Linked DNA regions of Mus musculus: region 2 is linked to region 1. A link is a contact called in public HiChIP or PLAC-seq data. All regions are on one chromosome and are shown on one strand. Each heading gives the region's core, a stretch centred on a gene start, on an enhancer-like site or on the middle of the called end of the contact. The rest is flanking DNA. Distances are from core to core; before and after follow the strand shown.

Evidence for each region. HiChIP or PLAC-seq counts read pairs in DNA pulled down with a chosen protein or histone mark.
Region 2: an H3K4me3 HiChIP or PLAC-seq map of bone marrow-derived macrophages shows a contact between it and region 1, with 5 times the contacts expected there. The contact joins the promoter of Basp1 here to the enhancer-like site in region 1. A contact is called at or near these places in 10 of 39 promoter capture datasets (the 3T3-L1 cell line, the HPC-7 cell line, embryonic stem cells and 3 more), 22 of 484 Hi-C or Micro-C datasets (LSK cells, bone marrow-derived macrophages, cerebral cortex and 11 more), 17 of 115 datasets of contacts at active chromatin or transcription factors (astrocytes, bone marrow-derived dendritic cells, bone marrow-derived macrophages and 8 more) and 4 of 9 other capture datasets (adipose tissue, embryonic stem cells, liver and 1 more).

What each region holds. Positions count from the first base shown.
Region 1 is chr15:25,226,342-25,229,014 of GRCm38.p6, forward strand. No RefSeq gene overlaps it. Among named protein-coding and RNA genes, the nearest start is that of Gm35996, 48 kb to the left of the region's middle. Within about 2 kb of position 1,355, at least 55 of the 459 cell types and tissues checked have an H3K27ac peak or open chromatin away from gene starts, as enhancers often do. A contact at or near this core is called in the HPC-7 cell line, LSK cells, bone marrow-derived macrophages and 3 more, where this site is marked.
Region 2 is chr15:25,412,423-25,415,095 of GRCm38.p6, forward strand. It overlaps Basp1 (brain abundant, membrane attached signal protein 1), which reads right to left and starts at 1,342. Exons shown (of 2, transcript NM_027395.2): 1 at 1,130-1,342. It overlaps Gm48957 (predicted gene, 48957), which reads left to right and starts at 1,768. Exons shown (of 4, transcript NR_168943.1): 1 at 1,768-2,673.

The DNA of each region.
Region 1 (2,673 bases), core at 105-2,604:
GACTGACCACAGAGGGCTGTAAATTCCAATGGATCAGCCCTGGTTTCCTGCTGAGCTTTCTCTCTGGGCATCAGCTTGCAGCCCCTCCTCCCTTCCCTTCTAAGTCCCTTCTCACCAACTGAGCCACCGCTCTGACACCAAACCTACCTATGAAAAGAGACATAGCTTTCAGCATGTCCCTACCCATCCAGCAGTCCAGCCTGCACATCCATTTTCCCCTGGGTTTGTTTTTTGTTTTTGTTTCTGCCAATTACTTGAGAAAACAGGACAAGTAAAATTATAAACAAAGGGATTAAAGAAACTCATAATTTGCTTGGAGCCAACACTTCTAGAATACTAGTCTATAACAGAAATACTAAATGCATACAAGTGCGATTCTTCTCCCCAAACTCCACTCCTCAGTTGTCACCCAATCTCCCCTGTCTCTGAGCCCAATTTTTTATTTAATCAGACCTTGTTGATGTTGTGAAAACATCTGGCATCTCTGGGCTGCAGTGCTCAACACCTAATTCTAAGGTCCCCACCCCCACCCCCAAGAGTTTCTGTTGATTCTATAACCATTTCCTGTGTGACATAGGATCTTCCAAGATAAGCCTCCATTAATAACAAGCACAGCTAATTCCCTACCTCCTTAAAGAAAGAAAAAAAGAATTTTTGGAGGAGGATGAGGAGTCTCAGCCAGGTGAAGGTGCTTTTTTGACGTACGTAAACCTATACAACAGAATTATCTGTTTATAGCTCCAACATCCCTAACTTTTCAAGCAATGATGTATTCTGCCCAGCTTCACTTTAAACAGCTGAGCCATTAATTTTCCAAACTGGATGCCTTTTCCTGCTTCTCCGTCCTTTGATTTTAATCTAAACTATGACTCCGTCCCCTGTGCTTTTGATCATTTTCTCTCTTTTCTAATTGTTTTGAAGGTATCTCCTATTTACCCTTGACTTATCTCAAAGGGAATTATTCCAAGTCACCCTTAAAATGTCTTGGAAGACATGGACTCCAGTTAATATTTCAGAGAATTATTTTCCACACTACTAAGGAATTTCCCTTTCACAAGTGCCCAGTCTATGGTTCTAGTTCAGTTCTTTCCTCATATCTTAAATAACAGCATCCCACAAAGTAGAGTTTCCTCCACAGCTACTATTTAACTGTTCATAAAAACTTCGGCAGGAAGGGGGGCTTTCTTTGTATCTTCTGTCCTCGGCTTCAGCTTTGACTCCTGGTCTTTAACATCAAAAAACAAGCAAAGCGACACAGAAGCTAGCCACTTTCGCCCCCACGCCCCCTCTCGTCTCTTCCTGCCCATTGTCAAACCTGTTTCCAGAATCTTGTTGCTCTAGCTTGCTGGGAGATGTCAAGACTCTGAAAGGAAGTTAAAAATTATGAAATAAATGAACCCAGTGACCTCAATTTCCGTGCCTCTTTGGTAAATAGTTTGTGGGTTTTTTGAAAGTGAAAACATATTTTAGAGGACAGGCAAGCTTGGTGGCAAATCATCCTAAGGCCCATAAAAGCTTATTTTTATGCAGCCTGCATTTTGCAGACTTCAAATCAAGTAGTGAACGCGAAGTGAAAAGAAGACAGGACAGGTTCATGTGTGCATACCATACCTCTGTCCCCAAACCACTGATGGGGCCATGCATCCTACACAACATGAGTGTTAAATAATCCTATGGTAGCTAAACCATTTTAAACTACTTTTTAAAACCTCAGAATAGCTCTAACACCCAGTTTTAGCTGCTTTATTCGGCAACACAGGTTACAGGTTGCAAGTTGCACGCTAGAACCTCAGACAACACTCAGAGCTCAGCACAGCCATTATCCTCACTCCTCTTTGGCTTGCGCTAAAATACCGTGAGGAGGGCACACAGAGCTGGGACTGAGGAGCCAATGAGAGCAGAGACTGAAGACCCTCTGACACTGGAGAAATAGAAAAATAAATCCGGGATCCTGGCAGGTCAGGAAATGAGAACTGGGCTCAGACATGAGCGCTAACTGTTCCCTTTTAAATAAGCATTAACTACAGCAAGACCATCCATCAATCCGTGGGAACTCCCCAGCCAAGAAACAGGACTTGAGACCGTAAGTCCCTGCTCAACAGATATAGTCAGGACACAGTTTTATCACTATGATTCCTAGCATCCACCTGCATCCCCCAAAGTTCGTTGTTTGCTTTGTCACTTTTTTTGAAAGACCTATCAGAATGTTCTGTTTAAAAAGGCAAATAGATCAGAAGGCATACTTATGTTCTCCCCCTAAAATTCATCCAAAAGGCTTTGAACCCACACACAGAGCCTAAGACCTTAGAGCAGCCAGCATGCCTACCATCTGTGTGCCCTCAGCTCCAGTTCCCAGCCTCCCTTTCTCAGGACCCTCCCCTTTCAAGACACCCTCTTCACTTGTTCGAACCACACGGGGCTGCTTGCTGACTGGAGGCTGTAGTATTTTCCATCCCTCTGCCACCTGGTTTCCTGGCCTGTCCCTTCTCCTTCCTTAACCCTCTGCTCAGATACCCCTTTCTCAGTGCAGCTTGTCTGAGCACCTTATTTGAACTCATAAGCTGGGACCCTTCACAACCGGCATCCCATGCCACTCTACCCCTGTGTGTAATATTGACTGCCCTCATATAGTCTGAGTAATTTAATTTCTTTTTTTTTCTTTCTCCTTCTCTA
Region 2 (2,673 bases), core at 92-2,591, 190 kb after region 1:
GTGGTCTCGGCCAAGACAGAGGTGTGTCAGCTCCCGTGCAAAATCCTGAAATCGCACCCATGTGCGCTGTGCTCCTTTGAACAGCGTGAAAATCACTGGGGCAGAGGCCGTCCACCGAGTTCGCTCCAAGGCGGAAACGTCTCGGGGGGAAGCAGATTAGGAACAGGGCCAAGCGTTCGATGAATATTCATGAAAAGAATGCGGTCCCCAGCCACGCATTGTGTGCCATCCGATCCAGGGATTCTGGTTTTTTTTTTTTTTTTTCTTTTAATGGTGTGGGGAAGCGGGAACCAGACGTTGGGTTGTAGCGTTTGAGCTACGGGGGAAAAAATCTACAGAAATCTTGGCTTGCAGAAGGGTTGAGCCCGCTCGGGCCGCGGGCTGTCAGGTTCAAGCCCACACGCCACCCCTCCTTCCCCCAGGCTGGGGCGGCGGTGGAGGCGCGCGGCCCGCTCTCTGAGCGCAAGGCTCAAAAAATAAAATAAAATGCTGGCGACGTCCACAGGTTAGTGGGAAGACAGCTCAGCCGCAGACCAGGCTGGGGGCTTTAATCTGCCCCGGACGTGCACACCGCCTTCCGAACCTCGTGTTCCTCGGTTACCCTAAACCAAGATCCAGGAGTCCCGAGGGCCAAGCCACCCCCGCCCCTTCCGATCTGACCAGATTCCGCGTCTTCTTTCTCCCTCCCCACCCCACCCCACCCCCATCCTCCATCTTCTGTTACTGCGCCCCTCACACCGAGCGCCTTCTCCGTGGCTGTGCGGGTTCCGCTGACAGAAGGCTGGGTTCAGCCCACAGAACCGTGGCCAGTGGTCTCGGTGCTGTCACCAGCGGCTCCCCACCCTCCACCCCCTCCCTCCCGAACTCGGTTCGTCCGCCTCGCCGCCACCCCCTCCAAGTCCCCCACCCTACGAAAGGCCGAAGCTGTCCACCTGGGGGAGAGCATCACCTTGGATTTCCAAATGCGACAGAACCCACATAGAGGAATCCCATGCCCACTGTGTCTACACCCGGCCGCACCCCGGCTGCACCGTTGGAGAACCCTAGGCTTCGGGGTGGGGCGGGGCCCTGGGGAACCGGTGGCCCGGAGTCCGCGGTGGCCTTAGGGACCCACGGCGCGCCTCCTTACCGGCTTTGGGTGCCTGTGGCGGCCCTGGGTGAGCGCGGTGCCTCCAAGGGGCCCGGGTGGCTGGTGTCGTCCGGCCGGGTGGCTGGTCGCTCAGCAAAGGCTCTCTCTCTCCCGGCTCGACGGCGGAGCCCGGAGCGTGGAGCGAGTTGGAGCGCTGCCGCCACCGCCGTCGCCGCTGCCGCTACTGCCGCCGCCGCTGCAGCCTCTGCATTTCTCGATCGCTCCCCCTCCCCTTCCTGCCCAGCGCCCTCCCCCCCGCGCGTCCGCCCGCCCAGCTCCTCCGCTCGCCGACCCCGCCCGCCTCGCGCCCGCCCCTCCTCTCCCAGCCCGCGGCCCGCACCCCTCCCGCTCCTTTCGCGCCCCGCCACCCAGGAGGGGGTCCCCCAACTTCTCTCCACCAGCAGCCACTGCGCCCCGAGACGCCCCGTGATCCAGCGCCCCCCCCCCGTCACCACACCCGCACAGTCACCCCCACCCACTGCTCTCCACATCCAGATCCCTTACCCGCCTCCCCAACAGTCTCTGTCAGCCCCCCTCCTCCTATTCCCTCCTTACACGCCCCTCCATTCCCCCCCCACCCCACCCCCACCCCCACCCCCGGCGGGACTGTCTGTGGATTTCTCTCCTCTCTCTGTCTCGCACACATTTTATTTGAAAGCATTGAATAAGTAGCTCAGGCTCTCGCTCAGACTTAAGGGGCTGATGAACTACGCCCCCGCCGCAACCAGCTTTCTCTGCACCCCAATCCAGCCCCGCTCCAGACGACGGGCTTAGATTCTGCTATCACGTAGGCAGTGAGCCTGGGGAAGATGCGATGCCTCCCTTGAAACCATCAAGACAGATATCCGCTGGTTTTAGGGTGTCCCCCAAGGCAAGCATCTGGGACGCCTCCGGCATATGCTCGCCCTCGGGGCCCGACCAGGAGGCTCCAGCTTTGCAAGGCGCCACCGCCCAGAGCTCAGGTCTGGGTTGGAAGGGTGGGCGGCACCGCCTCAGGGTACGTTCTCCCGACTTCGGAGAGAAAGAAAGGAAGAAATGCACCCTAGGAAAAGGGGCTTCGACTTTTTGTGCCTGTGCTTTCATGGAAGTCACCAGCTCTCGGCTGCTTAAGATGCTACTCAGAAGCGCGCCCAGCCAGGCTGTGGCCATCCGCGCCAAGTCCTCGTGTCCTGGTCGACGAGCACTTTGGGTAGCACCGCGACACACAATAGCCACCACGGTTAGGAGATATGCTCGCTATGCTTACCTGTTGGCAAAAATAAAATGCAAAATAAAAATTTAAATTTGGAAACTAACACATGGTGACATCTTCTAGAACCACAGCTCTTTCTTCAGACAAAAGCCAATTTTACCATCCCGCAAACCCATTGAGCCCTGGAAGTTCCGTTCGCGGCACTTTGGCGCCCTCTGGCTTTATCAGGGTGGCTTGCTTGTTCTGCTTCGTCCTGAAAGAATAGCGGAGGGGGGGGGGAATGGAAATGTATGTTGCCTTCTTGGTTGGATCTCCCCTCATGAGTGAAGCACAGATTTGGGATGAGCTTGCC